Linked DNA regions of Mus musculus: all the other regions are linked to region 5. A link is a contact called in public HiCAR-type and promoter capture Hi-C data. All regions are on one chromosome and are shown on one strand. The core of a region is the stretch at or near the end of the contact, and the rest is flanking DNA. Distances in the headings are between cores, read along the strand shown. Region 1 holds the start of Gckr (glucokinase regulatory protein). Region 2 holds the start of Supt7l (SPT7-like, STAGA complex gamma subunit). Region 3 holds the start of AI839979 (expressed sequence AI839979). Region 4 holds the start of Zfp512 (zinc finger protein 512). Region 5 holds the start of Mxd4 (Max dimerization protein 4). Region 6 holds the start of Rbks (ribokinase).

Region 1 (3,181 bases), core at 493-2,992, 2.9 Mb after region 5:
TACATCCAAGCAAGTGACTACAATCAGCCTTTCTTTGTTTTCTGGTCTGGAAAGAGAACTTAAAAAAAAAAAAAGATAATAATACCAACTTTACTGGGTTTTGTGGATGTACAGAGTGTGGAAGTGCATTGCTGAGGATGGAGAGATGGCTCCGCCATGAACACACTGGCTGCCCTTTCAGAGGACCCCATGGCAGCTCACAATCATCTGTGATCCTTTCCTGCCTTCCAAGGGCACCAGGTACACACGTGGTACACAGACATACATGCAGCCAAAACAGCCATAAACATTTAAAAAATAATAATATTTTCAAAGGAAATGCACTGCTGCTGATAAAGTAGTATCCATCTGGTAGCTGTCATAACTATTATCAGTGACTAAAACAACAAAAAATATCCAAAGGGAAGACTAAAAGAATAAAGAACTGAGATTTATAAAAACAAGAAGTGGAGACCCGGGAAGGAGGAAGTTGGAGGGAACAGAAGTGTTTGGATGGATGAGAAGCAGGTGGGGAATTTGTACCTTCAGCACTTCCTGGACCTTGCCAGCCACTTGCAACATGGTGGTCAGAACTGACTCACTGTACAGTCGCTGTAGAGAGTGGACAGGAATCAGGATGGAGAAATGGGGTGGGGGGGTAGAGGTGAGAGAAAGGCAGTGAGATGACTCAGTGAGTTAAGAGGATTGTGGCCAAGTCTGATGATCTGAGTTTAATCCCAGGGACCCACATGGTGAAAGGACAGACTGATTCCCAAAAGTTGTCCTCTGACTTCCACACATTTCCTCATGGAACAAATCCTTCCACATCACAAAACAGATAAATAAATTTTAAAAATGGGAATGGGGAGGGGAGGAAGAAATGGAAGATGATGGATTGAGATTGAAGGAGAGGGATCAGGATTTCCTGTATCAGGAGGGTAGAGGTGGAAGTGTGGCCGACTTGACATCTTTATTTGCAGTGTCTGAGATTTGACTGTGGGTCACCTGGTAGGTGGGCATGATTTGCCCCTCCTCCTGGAATATCTCAGCATCACACTGCCCCAGCAGTTGAACAATTTTCTCTGCATCTGCTTTGTCCAAGTTCCGGGTCAGTGGGTTGGACTTCTCTGTGATTGGCACAGCTGCTTCATACCCTGACAACTAGAGACACACAAGGGTAGGGACAGAAAGCCAAAGTCTGCCTTATGCCTGCTGGACTGGAGGTGGGAGTGGCAGGAGGCCCAGTGTTTGGCTTAGATTCACATACTTCACACACACCGACTTGTGCACATACATGCACACATAAGGCACACACCATTCACATACTAAAAACTTAGTCTTCATGTGATGTTCTGAGCCTATTAGGAAAGGAAGATCATAAGGAAAGGTAAGGGGAAAGGTGCCTATCATGGTAAGTGTGCCTGCAATTCAGGCATTTGGAAAGTGAAGCTGCAACAAAGGGATCAGGAGTTCAAGGCTATCCTCAGATACATAGCAAGTTTGAGGCCAGCCTGGGCTAGACCGTGTAGCAAAAGAAAAAAAAAAAAAAATAGAAGAGGGAGTAGAAGTCCAGAGCTGAGGCCAGTCCAAACTTAACAGTATTTTAGGAATCAGAAGAGAAGGCTGAAATGGAGAAAGAACCTTACCTCCCATTCCCCAGGCTCAGGGGTCTCGATCACATGCTGATACCGCTTGGTGCTTGGCATGGTCCCACACTGCAGACTCTCCAACCCGCCTGCCTCTGCACTCACGCAATCTGTTCTGGCCCCAATAATTTGCTTCCAGTTGGCAGGGTCTTATCTGAGCCATGGAGATGATTAACCTAAGAACCCTGCCTCTCAAAACACCACCCCCTACGCCCCTCTCTTCAACACCCGTTCCTGTCGCCGGGGCTTCCAGCCCTCACAGGAGCTCCTGAGGGTCCTCTTTGCGTATACTCTGGCTTGCCAGCCTCTGCCCTTGGAGAAGAGGACCAGACGTTCTTTGCTTTTGCCCTTGCAGAACACCCAGGTCAGAAAGAATCCCTGAACAAATCTGTGGCCCAAATGCCTCCAAAGGCCAGAGATCAGGGTCAGTAGAAGTCAGAGGACTCAGGTCATGGCTTGATCACATGTCAGCATGCAGTCCTTCCCTGCCCCACTGGCTCATTTTATCTGCTCCTCTCTGAAAGAAAAGCAATAGACGCTTCTGGACCCCAGGTGTGCGAACACTGAACTGGATATCACAGAGGAGATGTCACAGAAATAGAAATACTGCTAAGAACAACGAGGACCAAGAAATTGCCCTAAATACCACAGTCTCTATTTCTCCTGACCCACTTTCTCCCAAATGGCAGACATCATTGGATACATGGACACATGGACACATAGATACATAGAAGCCATTGTTGGCATTGTTTTTAGATGAGGAAACAGCCTCAGACAAGTGGTTGGCTATTTAGGATCACACAGATTTCATACTCAGCTAACATATGAAATAATTTAAGGACCTAACATGTCTACATGTTTACTGAATGAATGCAACAACTAACAAGTTGTTGAATAATACTTATTCATACAGTGACAGAAGGTTTTTAAAGACTCTTGTTGCCGGGCAGTGGTGATGCACCCCTTTAATTCCAGCACTCGGGAGACAGAGGCAGGTGGATTTCTGAGTTTGAAGCCAGTCTGGTCTACAGAGTGAGTTCCAGGACAGCCAGGGCTACACAGAGAAACCCTGTCTTGGAAAAAAAAAAAAAAAAAAAAAAAAAAAAAAGACCCTTGTCCAGTGTTTGACACTATTGATATTCTAACAATTGTTTCATGTTTCTATGCTTTAAGGGTAGAAAACCTGAGGTGTGGGTTAACCGATTTCTCTCAAAGGAATGTGTTACACTCACACCCACGGGGGGGGGGGGGGGGGGAGAGAGAGAGAGATCTGCTTTTAAATTGCTCTTATATGCCCAGCCCTCTTTTTAATCCTTTCTAGTTCTTATAATGATGCCAGGCACATAGAAGATGATCAGTAAATATTTGCTGAATAAACGAAAGAGTGAATGAGAAAGCGAATGGAATCAAATCAGATCATGAATGGAAAAGAGACTTAAAAGCTGACGCAGTCTCCAAGAGGTTGTTAAAACAATAATTATCTCCATCATCCTCTGCTCGTGGCCCCCTCCTGCATTCGGAGATGGAATGCCTCTTCCTAACTTGGCTAATTTCAT
Region 2 (3,331 bases), core at 461-2,960, 2.7 Mb after region 5:
TCTCTCTCTCTCTTTCTGTGTGTGTGTGTGTGTGTGTTTAAATGATAAACGCAATAAGCAAATTACACGGTGAGAAAGAGGTGTATGTATAATGCCCATAATTCAACACTTTTACTCACTAAAGTTAATGACCCTGGGCTTGCAAATTACATTTACCCTACTTCAGCTGTAGGCCTTCTGAGCTGTATGATCAAAAGCACTTGAGGGTGCCACCTTCAGTAGTAGTTTCTTACCCATTCCCCACGTGCAGCCCAGCTCATCATCTTGACCACTTCTACTGCTCTTCCCTTCAGTGGTATTTGCTTCTTCTTCTTCATCTGAGTCTTCACCTAACATCTTCTTCTCCAATAATATCTGCTGCTGTTTACGCAATTCCTTCAACTGTGTTACTGTTAATTCAGATTCTGCCTCTCGGTCTTCCTCTGGTCCCTAATGAATCATGGGTAAAATATATACATATATGGATTCAGAAGTGAGAAAATTACTTTCTGAGACACAGCAACGTACACAGACCTGTGGGTCCAGAATGAGGCCTGTGCTTTTGTCATTGGTTACCAGAATCCTTTTACTCAACTAAACCTTAAAGAAACTCAGAATCGCCGGGCGTGGCGGTGCACGCCTTTAATCCCAGCACTCGGGAGGCAGAGGCAGGCGGATTTCTGAGTTCGAGGCCAGCCTGGTCTACAGAGAGAGTTCCAGGACAGCCAGGGCTACATAGAGAAGCCCTGTCTTGAAAAACCAAAAACAGTGAAGTCCCAAGATTTTTATTTTAGATTTTTCTACCTACCTGAAGGATAAAGAGCCGAGTGCTGCCTCCAAAGCGCATTACATGCCCGACGTGGACTCTACAGTAAGTGCGGGGTGGGATGCGAGTTTTGTTGAGGAACGTGCCGTGGGTACTTCCCAGATCGTAGAGATAAAAGCCCTGCTCATGACCCTCAGAGTCTCCGCTGGGATCCGCCCCCCGGTGCTGTAGTACAGCATGGTACCGAGACACGGAAGGATGCTCCAGACATATGTCACAACTAGCAAGTCTCCCGAAAAAGCAGCAGCTCGTGTCTTTCAAGGTGCGGGTGCCAAGGATGGTGCCACCCTTCAGGGTTTCGAGACTGTAGGGGGCCGTGGCTGGGCTGCCCCACGATGGCTCTCGGTACGGAGGAGCCCGGGTCGGACCGCCAGACGCAGGAGCTACCCGCGGGGAGCGGAGTTGCTCCACCGGTGGACCCCCGGTCTCCTGGCTGTCCGGCTGCGGTGGCGGGACCTCGGGCTCCTCACATCCAGAGTCCAGCTGCGCCGCGAGACATTCTTTCTTCACATCCTCAGAAACGGAGGGACTGGAGGCCGGAGCCTTACCCCGTACTGCGGAAGGCACTGGTAAAACCGGCTTCTTAAACTCGCTACTGACTTCCTGGGGAGCTGGCGCATCTAGCTGAGGGGTAGGATCAGCCATCCTTAGCCGGGTGCAATCTCAAAATGTGTCCCTCGGAAACCCCGACCCCTCGCTCTCTACGTTCCCGCTCACTTCTCCTCCTCCTTCCCACCTCCCTGAGGCTTCTCTGGACAGAAATGTTGGAGTTCCTCTTTCAAGACTCGCAGAGTTTTAAAGATGTGAATAGCACTAGGGAGTCACAATACCAGAAAGCGGGGAGAGGCTCTCAGAGTGCTGTGCAGGATACGGACATTTTAGGCGTTGCATGTAGGCTAGTAATAACTTCCTGTGGCAGAGGGCGATTGGGAAGAAGTGCTTCCGTGGCCTTGGTCCATTAATCAATAAACAAGGCTCCTAGGCTTGACCTAGTCCTCGACTCCGACCTGTCAGAGTCAGGCAGCCGCGTATACCACTCCTGGGGCAGGGCGGTGAGTATTTGAACTTTATTTTCTGGTTCCGGTCCAGAGCCACCCATTTTCCTGCTGCCTTGTAAATCAGACTTCCCAGGATCCTGTGGTCGGCGCCTAAGCCTAAGCCTCCAGATCCGGAGCAAGGAGTCCCTATCTGCAGCTCTCGAATTTATTCCTTTTATGAAGTTAGTAAAGAAGCAATTTATTATTGTTCATTCTTTTATTACTCGGAACAAAATATTGAGATAGCATGTTTAGTGGCTTAACAAACCTGAGCATCGAAACCTCTTTTCTTTTTTACTCTTTGTATTTATGATGTTGGCATGACCCTGGACAACAGCTTCCACATCTGAAAAATTGGAAATAGTAGTGTTAATTTGTCATAAAATTTATGGAAAATTGAACTAAGCCATAGTTAATATTATAACTCTTTGACAGAGGCCTGAAACTATACCAAGATGGCAGCCATAACAAGTGGGAGAATACAGATGAATAAGTCAACTAAAGTTAAGGTTCAGGGATAAAAGCAAATTCATGTAAATATACAAAGAAAGGAGATCTGTTGGGGGGAATGGTGATTTCAGGGATCCTAAAGAACAAATTCAAGTCTGATAAAGATGTAGAGGGTTCCTGGCAGAGGTCACAACTCAAAGGGTCAATTATAAAAATATCTCATGTTCTTGAGAAGCTGAGTGGTGGAGCTGGAGAGATGGTTCTGTGTGCTGCTCTTCGGTGGATCTGAGCTCCATTTCCAGTACCCACATCAGGGGAGTTCACAACCACCTCTAATTTGAGCTCCAGAAGGATCTGATGCCCTCTTCAGATATCCTTGGCACCTGCATACACATGGAACACACAAGCATATACTCAACCCCCAACAGACAACAAAAACGAATGTCTGTGAATGCATAGCCTGCCTGGTCTACAGAGCAAGTTCCAGGATAGCCAAGGCCTCAAAGGGAAACCCTGTCTCGAAATTAATAATTTAAAAATACAATCTTAGCAAAGGAAATAAGCTGAGGGGCCAGTTAGATGGCTTAGTAGGTAAAAGGCACTTGCTGCCAAGTCCGAATGCCCGAGTTCAATCCATGGAACCCACATGGTGAAAGGAGAGAACTGCCTCTCACAAGTTGTCTTGTGATTTTTTCATGCACACATACCCAAAATAAGTAAATGTAAAAAAAAAAAAAAAAGAAAAGAAAGAAAGAGAAAGAAAGGAACTGAGTAGTATATTGTTAGAGCTGAGGGCATTCATTTTGTCCAGGAAGCCCCTCACTTGCCTGCAGGACACTGAACTCACGCCTTTAAAGTAGCAGTGCCAGCTGCTGCTATACTGCAGTATTTTGCTTCTGTTATTCCCTCAGGACAAAGATCTTACACCGTCACACAATGTATTCATTTGATGTTTGTTGGACCTGAGGAGACATATAGGCAGTAAACCTGGAGACGTGAATTAAAGACGCTTAGTAAGCTTTTATTGAATGCTAAGCCA
Region 3 (3,197 bases), core at 69-2,568, 2.6 Mb after region 5:
GTCATCAGATCTCATTAAAGGTGGTTGTGAACATATGTGGTTGCTGGGAATTGAACTCAGGATCTCTGGAAGAACAGTTAGTGCTCTTAACTGCTGAGCCATCTCTCCAGCCCCACCTAGGGAATTTTTAATAATTGAAATTACCCAACATATGTAATGGAATGTCTCATGCTTACATTCAGAAAAGAAATAATAAAAAACAAATCTTGTTACGAAGAAAACCGGGTATGGAAATACCAAGTCAATGAACTTGGTCCAAGTTCAAGGTCAGTAGAGGGGCTGCACTCCCTGTGCCTCGATCCCAGCCCTTCTACTCTTACAAACATGCAGCATGCCTACTACTCCGACTTTTCTTTCCTTTGTTTTTAAAGACAGGGTCTCACTATGTAGCCTTGGCTAGCCTGGAACTCACCATGTAGACCAGGATGGACTCTTAACTCCTAGAGATCATCTGCCTCTACCTAGTGCTAAGATTAAAGACATCCTCAGTGTCCCCCATCCTCCAGTGTCCCCATCCTCCAGTGTCCCCCATCCTCCAGTGTCCCCCATCCTCCAGCTCACCTGCTGCATCTGAGTTCCCACTGTAAAGGAGATCACAGATGTTTCCCCACTCGGGGTTGGTGAAGGTTAAGGGGAGCATCAGAGAGACCTTAAGTCTGGTTCTCACCGACTTTATACCTTGCCCAATGGCACATGCCAGCATGAGAAACACGGAAATTTGGCAAACCATGCAATCTACCAGGAACTCAGCTGTGAAGGGAGAGACAGTCCAAGATTGCCTGCAAAGTTTCTGCTTCCTCTCAAGCCCTCCAGAGGCCCCAGAGGAAGGAGTCCTGACCCTGCCATCTTCCTTAGACTCCAGGGCCTCCTTTTCTCTAAAGAGGCGTGGAGGGTGCTGAGTGTGGGGTGAAGGGGAGATCAGTGCAGCCAGGCTGCAGTCAGGCACAGGAGGCTGACCTTCAGTTAGCTGCTGCTAGACTGAGCTCCCACTAGTTACCTAGGAAGGCACCCAAAAGCACCGGGAGGCTGGGGGGCGGCGGGTTGGGGCAGAGACCACCCAGGAGAAATGAAGGGCTTGGTGTGGGGAGGGAAAGGAGGAAGCGGGGTGGGGGCAGTATCAGAGAAGAAGGGGCACTAGAGAGTGAGGAAAAAAGCAGAAGTCATTGTGTGGGGAGAAGGTTGAGGGATGATGCCGAAAAAGAGGAAGGGGTCAGCGGTGGCGGTAAGACTTTGGAGAAGGAAGGAGAAAGTCGAGAGGGAGGGAAGAGGAGGCGGTCCTGATTCTCCACTTTACTGCCCATTCCTTCTCCCTTGCTGAAACATCCAGCCGGTGCCTTTGTGGCCTCTTGGGCTGGGTTGCAATCTCATGCCAACCCGCTTGCCGGTTGTCAGGAGGCCTCTGGGGAGGACGCTGCAGGAGCCTCAAACGCCACCTACTCCCGGCCTCTCTCCCGGTTGATGTTTCTATTTTGGGCACCACATTATTTCCTGCTGTGATTTTTTTTTTCAGGCTTCTAATTCAGGCTCTGAGGTAAGCTGTGACATCCGCTCGTGCCCGCAGGCCCCTCCCGCACACTGCTTGTCCTCCTGGGGCGCGGGCACCCCTCAGGCCCAGCAGCAGTCCAGCCACTGCGGGGAGTCTTGGCAGGGCCTGCCTAAAAATAAGCTTTCGGATTTCCCCTCCCCCTGGTAGGGCAAAAGGAGGCTAGCTGGAATAGATTTCTAGGCAAGGATTTGAGGGGGTGATGGAGTGAGGTTGACAGGGACCTGCTATAAACTGTGCCATTGTGCCTAGGAATGGGAGTCCAACGCTTCCGTGTCCGAAGTCTGTTTAACTATATTTGGACAATGACCCTTTAGAGATGCTGATAAAGGCTACACAGAATCCCAGAAACTGTCCACAACAAACTCACAGGTAGGTTCCTGGTAATTTTGGGTTTGTGCACTTCCTTGAGTCGGGGAGCCCTTGTTCAAAGCCCTGGGTATGCATGGACGCCTCCCTCCCTGATCTCTCCTCTCAACCTCAGTATGCCTCATTATATTTAATCAATATGTGCTTAAAAAGAAGAAGTCTCTGTATGTGCAAGTACTTCAAGCACAGGCAGATTATAAGCTATGTCCTTAGGGAAACAACAGCCTCTTAAAACTGTCTTCTGGTTTACTCCCAAGGACCTGCTGGCCATCTGGCAGTGAGGGCACCCACTGCATTGGGTTCTGGCAGATTTAAGTTCCGAACTCAATTAAGTAGGCTCTGTTTTTGTTTTTCCTGACTTCTCTCTCACAGCAGACAAAATGGTAAAGCTCCCGGGAGTCTCACCCATCCCAGTCCATGGGGGTGACTTTAGCTGAGACTCCTAGCAGTGAGGATATGGAGCCTGTTGTGCTTGTAGACAGGAGCCTAGCATAACTCCTCTGACAGCTACCCAGCAGCTGACTGAAACAGATGCTGAGTCCCACAGTCAAACATTAAATGGAGCTTGGGGACTCTTGTGGAAGAGTTGTGGGAAGGATTGCAGGCCCTGAAGGAAATAGGAACTCTACAAGAAGACCAACAAAGTCAACTAACCTGGACCACTAGGGGCTCCCAGAAACTGAACCATCAACCAAAGAGCATACACAGGCTGGACCTAGGCCTCCTTGCACATATGGAACAGATATGTAGCTTGGTCTTCATGTGGATCTCCCAACAACTGGAGCAAGGGCTGTCCCTGAATCTGTTGCCTGCCTGTGGGTCCTGTTCCCTTAACTAGGCTGCCTTGTCTGGCCTCAGTGGGAAAGGATGTGCCTAGCCCTGCAAAGACTTGATGTACCTAGGTTGGGGGATAACCGAGGGAAGAGGGAGGGTTCCATCTTCTCAGAGGAAAAGGGGATGGGGGACTGTGTGAAGGAGGTACGGGGAGAGGGGAGCAGCAATTGGGATGTAAAGTGAATAAATATATATATCAATGAATAAGTAGGAAAAACGATCAAGTTCCTCACATGGCTGAAAGTGAAAGAGGCAGCGTCTTTTAAAAGGTCTTGGTCACTGGAGGTTTTTTTTTGCTTTTGAATCACATGCACCTTGTCTGCTGTTGCCTTTATGAACATGTAACATCCAATAAATTTTGTTTTTTAAATCTTTATCATATTTTATTTGTGTGTGTGTCTGTAGACCAGGGTGGCTTCAAACTCAGAAATCCTCCTGCCTCTGCCTCCCA
Region 4 (3,329 bases), core at 618-3,117, 2.7 Mb after region 5:
CTGCTCAGTCTCTAACTGAATTATTCTTCGACCTTCAAGCCTCTGTCTTTGCGTGGACTATTCTGGTAATACTGAAATCATCCCTTTGCTTCCCAAAAGTGGCATTAAATTCCACTATAGGAATATTTACTAGCAGTTGCACAAATTAAAAGCGTAGCACATGCCTGTGATCCCGGTACTGGGAAGGCTGAGGGCAGAAACTGCAAAAGTTAAAGTCCACCCTGGCCGACACAGTAAGCTCCTGGTCAGCCTGGGCTACATAGTGAAACCCCATCTCAAACAAAAATACAAGTGTGTGGTGGCCCAGGCCTGTGATCCCAGCACTCAGGAGACAGATGCCTGAGGACTACAAGTTACAGGCCAAGCCAAGTGTCACAGGGAATTTCCAGATAGTGAGCCCCTACCACAAAAAAACAGTTTTTTCCTATTATACTGTATTGTATTGCCGTGATTACCCAATTCATCTGTTGAACAGACAGCTCTGTTGTCATGCCTGGGTGCCCAACCTACTACACAGCTTGTTCAGAGCAGACATCCCGTAAGTGTTATCTAAGTGAATGAACTCACCCCGGAGGTCCAAGTTAATAAAATCTTTCTTTTGTGTTAGCCATGGCAAAACTTAGCACATTCATTACACAAAACAATAAATCAGGGCTGCAACCAAGTAGCTTAGAAATGTAAAGATTGCTTATAGCTGTTTTTATTTCCCTCCCCAGTCCATCAAATTAATTATGAGCACATATTTGATATGGGGGGCAGAGGCCACGCAGGAATACCACTAACTGAAACACACACTCCATTTTTATTAGACTGCATCTTTATTGCAAGCCAGGTTTTCTTTCCCCCACACTAGGATTTTATCTGCACTGTCCAATCCCGTAGCTACTACCTACAGATGGTTATTGAAGTTTTAGTCCATTAAAATGAAATAGAATTTGTAATTCGGTTCTTCAATTGTACTAGCCACATCTCAAGTGCCCCAAAGCCATACCTGTCTGGTGGCTATGATGCTCCACAGTGCAGACACAGAACATCTTTAGCAGCACTGTCTACACCATTACAAAAATGTCCTCAGAAAACCTCACTTACTTCTTAGCTCCCACGATCCTGGTGCTCCTCTGCTGCTTAAGGGATGTGGGTCCCGGGGTCTAGCAAATCACAAGCACAGGAGTGAGTGCTAGGGACCTTTGAAGCTCATCCGCAAAGAGATGAATCCCCCTTGTGCCTAGATGTGAAGCTGTCCCGAGCAACTACTTCAAATGGACTGAAGGAGACACTTTTTAGGAAACCTGTGCCATTCTATTTATTCACAATGTAAAGACGGGTTGACAATACCAGAGTTTTCATCTTTGTCCATTCTCAAAACCCTATCCTAGATAGAGGCTTGAAAAGAAAAGACGAGGAAAAAAAAAATATATATATGATATATACATATGTATCATATATATATTAAAAGAAACGGGAGGCACTGGGGATGCTGAAGGAATATAAATAATTACAATGTGTCGAGGAACTCAGTCCAAGGATACGAGGACTAAGCAATAAAAATAAAAATGGGAAGAAAAAAGGCGGTAAGTGGATCTGATATAAAAGGGTGGGGCCTAGGATTGGCTCCGGAAAAAAAAAAAAAAAACAACTCTGAGTACAAAACAAAAGCAAAGGACCGCGTGTTCTCAGCTCGACAGTTCTATTTCTAAAGTATAATGGTCACACCAAGAAACTCACGGCGGTGACTGCACCGAGTCTGGAAGACATCACTCCCCCTCCACGCCTAACAATTTCACCCAAGGGCTCCGGACAGACCAACGCCACTTCCGCTCTCCTCGCCTCTCCCGGATGTGGTCTCAGCGGCGACTAACCCTGTTCTGAACACCTACTTCCGCCTAGCTGCTTCCGAGGGGGCTGCGGCGGGAAAGGAGTCACGTGATAACTCTTCTTCGGCTTCCATTGAGACCCCGCCCCCATAGCAACAAGGGAGTAGGCAGGCCTTTGGGGCGTGAAGGTTGGAGCAAATGGGAGGAGTCTGAATATTTAAGGGGTCCTCCCGAACTAGCGTTTGCACACCTACTCCCACCCATCCCACAAGTGGTTTTACAGATGCAAACGAAATTCAAATCGCCCCTTTATTGATCTTAAATTAAAGACCCATTCTCTTCTCCTTCCCTCCCAGATATCTCTTTCTTTGCTCAGGTGAGGGACAGAACTCTCCTTATCCACTAACTTCTGGCCTCCAAACTTGTCTAGCTTTTGGATTTTTTTTTTTTTTTTTTTTTTTGGTGCGGTCCCTGAAAGACATGAACACTTTAGCCAAGTTACATCTGGATCTCTCCAGCGGATGAGTCTGGAACAATGCCTGTTCTTAGAAGAAGTGGGCTTGATCCAGAACTATGTCCTTTCCAACCAGAGGGAACGGAAAAGGATCTTTCAGAGAAATTACCATGGCTCCTTTCTGAATGACTGCCCAGTGACGTCCACGAGAGACTGAGATGGCTCGTTTTTGAGGGACTGAGGCATCTCAGAGAATAGAGAGTCTGCTGACTCCTCCCTGAAAGACTGTGTAGACTCTTCTTCACAGAAGGAATGTGCCCTCTTCTCTCTAGAAGTCTACAAGGGCTTCTCCCTGAGGGACTGTGAAGGTTCCTTCCTGAGGGACTACAAGGGCTCCACCTCAAGTGACTTCTAGGGCTCTTCCCTGAAGGACTTGGAAAGCTACTCCCTGAGGGATTTTGAGGACTTCTCCTTGAGGAACTGTGGCCTCTCCCCTTAAAGAGACTGTTATGTCTTCTATCAAAGAGCTATGATAAGTTCTTACAGAGGAACTAAGACTGTTTCTCTGGGAGGGACTTTAATGACTCTGATTTCATCAAGGAAGTAAACTCAGCCCCGGTACAAGAGACAGACACATGCTCAGTGACTTCCTGGAATATGTCGCTGAACTTTGAACTAGTTTTCTTGACTCCCAATCTACTACCAGAGTATTGCTGGATTATGGAAGATGTTGAGCAGAGTGTTGACATCGTTAAAGGCATTCTTTTCTCATTACTGTGACATAAAATATGTCTCTGAATATAGTTTTTAACCACTGAAGTCTGAGAAACAGTCCTTGAAACCCTTTCTAGCAGGCTTTGAGAAAATACCATTAGTTCAGCTGGAACCCCAAAAATTAAGAATAGATTGGTAGATGTCCATAGTGGAGCCTTCTGTTACAAATGACTGAAAACAAGGCTTCCTTTCCATAGTGGTTCCCATGACATTCCCCAGCATTAGCATACTGGAGAGGTATTTCCTAGGTAGTCGCTGCCTACAGACATGACTTTCCCAGACATTCT
Region 5 (3,413 bases), core at 699-3,198:
CTGGGACTTCTCTAGAGCTGACTTTTACCTATCAGGTCACCACTACCCACTCCTCCCAGCGTTCACATGCTCTTGGAGAGGGAGAGCACTTCTGGCACAGGAAAGTGCTTTGTCTTGGATGCAGCTGGTGGGAGCTAGTGTCCCCAGTTGAGATTAAAAATTTCCAAGGCTAGGAGGCTATTCTTGTGCTCCACTTCAACACACCACAGCATCCCATCCCAGTAGGAGGAGGGAGCAGGCTGGGGAGGTCAGGCTTGCCTTAGCACTTAGAGGCAACTCACCAGCCTGCCAAAGCAAAGGTGCACCCTTCAAAATGCTGGGCCCGCATGCTAAGCTCAGGGGCCCAAAGCTCAGCATTGAGCATGGGCCTCAATGCTCCAGAAAGATGGACACCCTTCTCCTTTACAGCTCTGGACAGCCCTGGCCCTGGAGTGATTGTGGGCTTGGTCAGAGAGGCACTTCAACCAATACTAAGGAGTTCTTTCAGTGTCTATACAGGACTGTTTATGACCGCATGAGGTTCCTCTTTTGTTTTTTTCAGGGCGCCATCAGAGCACCTGTTATTCTTAATCCTGCCCCACAGGTCAGACATCTGTGGCTCACACCCAGGCTGGGAGGGAGGTGGTTCTGGTTTCCACATTCCCAGATTGTTAACAGCTCTGGGTGTGGGAGCAGTAATCTCCATCTTTCTATTTCAAGGGGACACTGCAAGTTTCCTTATCTGCATATTGGGCATATGGAGAGCCACAAGGAAGTGTGCACAATGCATCCACCTTGGTCCTAAAGTAAATTCAATGCTAATAATCTTTGTTGTTTGCTACAGTACCTTCCTTCCATTTTAAGAGCTGCTATCTAGCCACCTTATTTCCCACAGAACTCTCCAGCCTGCTATTTTGTCCTCAACCTAATAACAGAGAGAGGATCAAGGGGTGGGAGAGGATGGATACAGAGGATGGTGTTAGGGCATCTTGAGCTGTCTGTCCCCCATGCATCTATAGGCCAGCATGAGGGCCTCGGGTCATTAGGGCCAGGAGTTTGCTGAAGAGTTCACCCTCTTGTCACCATAGCCTGGCTCTTGGCACGGCTCTACCCTCAGACCAAGCACCGCAAACAGACACTCACGGATCCCTCTTGCTCAGTAGTGTCAGTAGCTCTTGGTGCCTCTCCCTTAACCCTGGTGGCCTTCCTTTTTACTCCTGATGGCTGATCCTGCCTACTTTGGGTCTGACATCTGAGAGGCTTTTAGATTCCAATGGTCTGCGTCCCTGTCTCCAAGTTTTAGCCTTCCCTGAAGCCAATATTCCTGCCAGAGACAGGTGTCCTTTGCTGTTCTTTAGCGAGATCCCAGCGCCCGCCCCTATCAGGCCCCAAGCCTGGTCCTCCACCGAGACTATGGTACCAACTGACTCCGGGCAACAGGTCGTTGCGCACGACATGCATGGGCACGACAAAGCGCCAGGGCGCGTGTCCGCAGCGCATCCTGCCTGGTGTCTCCCGAGACACGGTCCACGTCCTCCTGGCCCCCGCGTAGGCCGGGCAGCAGTCCCACCACACAGTGCTTCCTCTCGGCAACCGGTCCTGCCCGGGCGTCCTCATTGGCCCCACGCCCTGTCACTGGCCATTGGTCCGCGGACTCAATTTACATAGACCGTTCTGGCCCAATCGGCGTGCAATGCCTACTTAACATGCACGATGGCCGCCAGTCAGCGAGCACTGGGGCTGGGCCACCACGTGCTGTTGCTAAGCTTGGGCTTCTAAATTGTTACTACTGGAGCCAGCCTATCCTAGCCAAGCTTCGCATCTGTCAACATTCTCAGCTCTGCCCGAGGCGTTCGGCCAGTCCCTATTGGGCAAGGCTAGACAAGAACCCGCCCCCTAAGCCGGAGCGCCCACACCTATTGGCTGCGTCGACTGCTGCTCGACTTATGTGTCAATTTGAGGGCCTGAGGCAGAGGGTGGCGGCCCAGCGCTGGAGTCCGCGAGTCGGGCTGGTGTGCCGCCAGGCGCGGGGCGTGCGGCGAGCAGAGCCGGCAGGAGCGCGCCGGGCAGCCGCCGCCGCCGCCGTCCCGTGCGCGGGCGGCAGGATGGAGCTGAACTCTCTGCTGCTGCTGTTGGAGGCGGCCGAGTACCTGGAGCGTAGGGACCGAGGTAGCCCGCGCCCCTTTGTGCCAGGGTGGGCGGGCGGCGGGCGGGCGCAGGGGGCCGCTGACCGCACCGTCTGTCCCGCAGAGGCCGAGCACGGCTACGCCTCCGTGCTGCCCTTCGACGGCGACTTCGCAAGGAAGAAAACAAAGACGGCCGGCCTGGTGCGCAAGGCCCCGAACAACAGGTACCGCCCCCAACCCCCACCTCCCACCCCCGCGCGCTGTGCCAAGCCAGCTCGGGTCGGCCCCACCCGAGTGTCCCCGTCCTCTCTGCGTCCCCAGTACAGTCCTGCGCGCACCCGGGCGGCCGGCCTGGAGGAGGTGCCGGCCCCGCCCGCGCGTCGCCATCTTCCCGCGGCCGCGCCTCCCCGCCGCCGTAAACAGTGCCACGCGTACAGCGGCCGCGCTCGCCGAGGGCCGTTCTGGACTTTTCCAGACCGGAGAGGAGTTGTCAGTTGGTGCCGACCGCTACTCCCTAGTTTGGGCCTAATTGGGGACTCCTCCCTCCCTTGCACTTCTCGGAGCTGGCTTTGCTCTTAGACCCAGCACCTTATCCCCAGGAGCCTGGACAGAGACCTCTCTCTGGCTACTTAAGCGTCCTGCGCAGCTTATTGACAAGGAAACTCCAACCACAAGCATAGGGCTGGCTTTGTCGCGAAGAGCTGCAGGGAGCTATTTCTCTCAAAAGTTCCAGGGCTCAACTACACTGTTTGCCTTGGCCTTGTGTTTGGAGGAAGCCCTGAAGCTGAGGTTTAGGTATGGCTAGGACTGCTAAAGGTTCCACCTTCCTGGCTGCAGTGGGATCCAGGGCACACCTGACACTGTCTAGGGGCTAACTTTGGCCCAGCTACTCCTGTGTGGTCAGTCTGAGAGCTTCCTTAGCAGGCTGGGGGCTTCAGGGCCCCTTGGCAGAGGGTGCGGCTCATTCCTGTGGCCTGTCTGTTCTTGGGAAACAGAGAGGCTGGCACAAGGACCCATTTCTGTGGTGTCCTAGGCCTGGCAAAGAACAGGTTGAATTACCAACGGCCTGAGTCCCAGCCCCTGGTCTCTTGCTTTGAACAGTTTGCAGAAGGACTTAAGTGTGTTGGAGGCCTCACTGCCCCAAGCTTCCACAGTGAGATGGCCTGGACCCGGCTTCTGTCTGCCCTAAACCCCAGGTTTGGGAGCTCAGCTTCCTGTGGCATGGAGTACCCACAGCTGATAGGAATGGTAGCATTCCTGAGCTGAGGCCCTTGAATGCTTCTGCCATATACACAAGTAAGAATCTGA
Region 6 (3,373 bases), core at 54-2,553, 2.5 Mb after region 5:
ACTCCAAAATCAGGAATTTGAAGAGAAAAAAAAAAAAAAAGATGATTCTTTGGTACAATATGCAGGGATATGGATTAGAAACACACACCTCTCCTTTACATATGGCACCATTATAACTGATTCCAGAGAAGCAGGAAATTTTGGTGACCTGCCTCTCTTGAATGCTTGTTTTGCAATTTGTATTTCCTGATTTTGATGTATTGCAGACGGAAGATGCAAATATATAATTTTTATAAAAAAATCTGCTGCCGCAAGATAAGGTCACATGAGGTCTTTTAGTGGGCAGGCTGTCTGGGGAACACAAAGACGTATAAAGCACCATCTAGGCTCTCGCAATTAGGAGAGGATGACAAACACGGAAACATGTGCCCCCGTTGACGTCATGGAACGGAAAGGGGTGGCCTCCTGCTGCATCACGTCCACGTCATATGGCGCACGAGGGAAGTTACTGTGGGGGAGCAATTTCTCCACTGGGCAACATCAGGGAGGGGCGGGGAGAGCGAATTGGTTCCGATCCAAAGAATGTCCACCCATTCTGAGGAGAATCTAAAGGGATCCAACCCTTTCTCCCAAATTGTATGATGCCCTCATCAAGTGCAAAAAGAGGCGGGCTTCATCAGAAACCAGGACTGAACGAGATACGTGGAGAAAGAGAAGCCTCAGATCTTGGGGGCGGCTCTTGAGGGAATCCGCGTGCTGTGGGGCGAGCGGGGCATCTTTGGAACGCGGGCCTTCTCTTGAAGAGGCTAGCTCTCTGGCCATACTCAAACATGGCTCTCTGCGCCACCTGTGCGACTGAGATCCAACCTCCCCGCACCAGCCCGGGTCCAGGTACCTGGAACTTAAGTCCGATCAGTAACCGGCGACTAGACGGGGTACAGGTTACCCGAGCGCGCCCCCGACCGACGCACCGACCTGCGCGCGAACCGCGGGCCGGATGCGTGCGCGCTCCCCCGGACGTCCCGCCCTCTCCGGAGCCGGCCGGGCGTGCGCGTCCCCGCGCCGAGAAGCCGGAAGCTGAGGAAGGCGACCGGGTAGCGCCTGAAGGTTCCCGGGAGCTCTGGCCTAGTGCTTGGCGCGCTCTGTCATTCTCGCCGTGGCGGCCGGGCCCTGTGCTTGTGAGGCGGGGCAGGAACACCGGTCCCAGAGGGATCAGGACTAGCCAAAGGCCGGAGAGATTTCGGGCATTTGGGAGGGCGACCGGCACAGGCGGGTGGAACGCCCGCGTCGTTAAGGAGGACGGGGCGGCGTCCCTGGTTACGGGGTCAGGCAAAGGGCAAAGGGCAGCGTCAGGGTTGAGCAGGATTAGTAATGGCGGCGTGTGGGGAGCCCGGGAGGCCCTGGCAGGAGGAGGAGGCAGCAGCGGTGGTAGTGGTGGGTTCCTGCATGACCGACCTGGTCAGGTTAGTGCGGGGCCGCAGCGCAAGGTCTCGGGAGGGCGAGCCACACTGTGGATGCCCGGGCCTCGGATCGGTGGGCACCCACCATTGGAACTTTCCTGAAAGCTTCAGGTTTCCAAGCACGACTTCTGAGGTGAAAAGGCAGAATTCAAGTTTGTGGAGGTCAATGACAGAGGAAGGGACAGGGATGGGGGGTGGGGGGACTGAATGAAAGCTTTGATAGACACCCCCACCTACGGGCGCCCCCAAACACCTGCACCTGTTTCCTTGGCCAGGCTGCCCCATGACATTTTAACCTCTGAGAACATGATGTACCTACTTCACAGGGTTGAGAGCACAAGAAGTGTTTTGTCCACCAGACCCAACTGGGTATTACTGGATTGAACACGTGAAAGAAGGCACTGAGGCAAACACCTTTTCACTCATGTTGGCATTCCTGCAGTGTTCCATATTTACAGTTTACTTTTATGTGGAAATGTAACCATGGGCCAACCTTTGTGGTGAACCTAAGTGTGAATTCAAAATTTAAAACACACACACACACACACAAACATGACAATTACAGCCACTAAAAACCTGACCAAATAGTGCTAAATGAGAATAGTTGAGTTAGGTCAGAGAGGTTGTAGGGAAGATCCTTCTGCTTTGTCGTCTGTTTTTATGAAAACAGCTTTCCAAGCAGATAAGCAATATACATTGTAGAAAAAAAAATAGTTCAGGTATTCCAAAAAACTCAGGCCATATAATTCTGTTTATGTTAATAACCATATTTCCCAGCAACTTAGTGTCATCGGTCCCTAAACTATTTTTCCAAAAGATAGCAGAGAACTTTGAAATAAGGCCTTGGGGTAATCAAAACAACCAAACCCTTTCACCAAACTACCTATATCTACTTTAAAAACAGCTCCAGGGGCCTCATATATCTAACTTAATCTTGCTTAAAACATTATAAATTGTTATCAGATTCATCAAGATGGCTATGAGGTAAAGGTGCTTGACTAAAGCCTAATGCCCTTCAGTTCCTGGAGCCCAGTATGGTGGAAGGACACTACATATGTGATGCATGAGTGTGTACACAATAGATAGATAGATAGATAGATAGATAGATAGAATAAATAAGTCTATGCTTTCAAATTACCAAACACAACAGAAAAGATGGAATTAAAAAGGAGACTGGGGCCGGGCGTGGTGATGCACGCCTTTAATCCCAGCACTTGGGAGGCAGAGGCAGGCGGATTTCTGAGTTCCAGGCCAGCCTGGTCTACAAAGTAAGCTCCAGGACAGCCAGGGCTACACAGAGAAACCCTGTCTCGAAAAAAACAAAAAAAAAAAAAGAAAAAGAAAAGAAAGAAAGAAAAAGGAGACTGGGAGAGGCAAGTTAATTGACAAAAACCCTGATATGTTGTAGGGACTACAGAAATGGCCTCAACAGTTAAGAGCATTGGATAAAAACCACCTGTAACTCCCATCTAAAGGGTCCCACACCTCCAAGTGCATTGCTTTCCTACACACAGAGTTAAAAGTAAAAAAATGATTTTTTTAAATGAAGCAATAACAGAAGAGCTACAAATAATTAAAGTTTATATAATTTTGTGTGTGGTGCTAGATATTGAACTCAGGTCCGTTGCATGGCTAGTAAATACTTTACTACTAAACTACACTTATAGCTTTTAATTTTATTATTTGAGACAGAATCTCACTAAGTTCCCCATGCTGAACTTGTACCATGTAAGTTAGGCACTTGACCATGCTATCTTGCTGTAGCTGGGATTACAGGCTTACAGCCCCAAGTCTGTCTCTAAATTCTAAATTTTCCTTTTTCAGAAATGTTTGAGCTGCTACCTTGTCCTAAGTTACGCTGAGGCAGGCATGATTTTCTGTACTGGAAGACAATATAGCTGGAGACCTTTGGTGAGGAGGCTTATGTGTATTTTTCTAGGGGAAGATGTCAGCACATCTTTCTGTAAAGCTCC

What was found. Promoter capture Hi-C pulls out the DNA fragments that hold promoters and counts their contacts. HiCAR-type assays count read pairs that join an accessible place to other places.
Region 1: a HiCAR-type map of astrocytes shows a contact between it and region 5, with 7 times the contacts expected there. The contact joins the promoter of Gckr here to the promoter of Mxd4 in region 5. A contact is called at or near these places in 2 of 39 promoter capture datasets (liver and pre-B cells), 1 of 115 datasets of contacts at active chromatin or transcription factors (astrocytes) and 1 of 9 other capture datasets (liver).
Region 2: a contact with region 5 is called in a promoter capture Hi-C map of liver, with 2.7 times the contacts expected there. The contact joins the promoter of Supt7l here to the promoter of Mxd4 in region 5. A contact is called at or near these places in 1 of 39 promoter capture datasets (liver), 1 of 484 Hi-C or Micro-C datasets (B cells) and 1 of 9 other capture datasets (liver).
Region 3: a contact with region 5 is called in a promoter capture Hi-C map of liver, with 3 times the contacts expected there. The contact joins the promoter of AI839979 here to the promoter of Mxd4 in region 5. A contact is called at or near these places in 2 of 39 promoter capture datasets (both in liver).
Region 4: a contact with region 5 is called in a HiCAR-type map of astrocytes, with 5 times the contacts expected there. The contact joins the promoter of Zfp512 here to the promoter of Mxd4 in region 5. A contact is called at or near these places in 1 of 484 Hi-C or Micro-C datasets (B cells), 1 of 115 datasets of contacts at active chromatin or transcription factors (astrocytes) and 1 of 9 other capture datasets (liver).
Region 6: a promoter capture Hi-C map of pre-B cells shows a contact between it and region 5, with 2.0 times the contacts expected there. The contact joins the promoter of Rbks here to the promoter of Mxd4 in region 5. A contact is called at or near these places in 2 of 39 promoter capture datasets (liver and pre-B cells).

The regions. Positions count from the first base shown.
Region 1 is chr5:31,296,124-31,299,304 of GRCm38.p6, reverse strand. Gckr (glucokinase regulatory protein) reads right to left here and starts at 1,742. Exons shown (of 19, transcript NM_001374741.1): 1 at 1,626-1,742; 2 at 985-1,140; 3 at 523-591. The coding sequence starts at 1,685.
Region 2 is chr5:31,525,141-31,528,471 of GRCm38.p6, reverse strand. It overlaps Supt7l (SPT7-like, STAGA complex gamma subunit), which reads left to right and starts at 1,710. Exons shown (of 5, transcript NM_028150.2): 1 at 1,710-1,857. It overlaps Slc4a1ap (solute carrier family 4 (anion exchanger), member 1, adaptor protein), which reads right to left and starts at 1,477. Exons shown (of 14, transcript NM_001347328.1): 1 at 788-1,477; 2 at 234-429. The coding sequence starts at 1,450.
Region 3 is chr5:31,569,518-31,572,714 of GRCm38.p6, reverse strand. AI839979 (expressed sequence AI839979) reads left to right here and starts at 1,318. Exons shown (of 3, transcript NR_102275.1): 1 at 1,318-1,531; 2 at 1,796-1,915; 3 at 2,285-3,123.
Region 4 is chr5:31,450,974-31,454,302 of GRCm38.p6, reverse strand. Zfp512 (zinc finger protein 512) reads right to left here and starts at 1,867. Exons shown (of 14, transcript NM_172993.3): 1 at 1,726-1,867; 2 at 1,090-1,148. The coding sequence starts at 1,755.
Region 5 is chr5:34,186,245-34,189,657 of GRCm38.p6, reverse strand. Mxd4 (Max dimerization protein 4) reads left to right here and starts at 1,948. Exons shown (of 6, transcript NM_010753.2): 1 at 1,948-2,148; 2 at 2,230-2,329. The coding sequence starts at 2,085.
Region 6 is chr5:31,695,540-31,698,912 of GRCm38.p6, reverse strand. Rbks (ribokinase) reads left to right here and starts at 1,303. Exons shown (of 8, transcript NM_153196.1): 1 at 1,303-1,403. The coding sequence starts at 1,312. Babam2 (BRISC and BRCA1 A complex member 2) reads right to left here and starts at 863. Exons shown (of 12, transcript NM_144541.1): 1 at 836-863.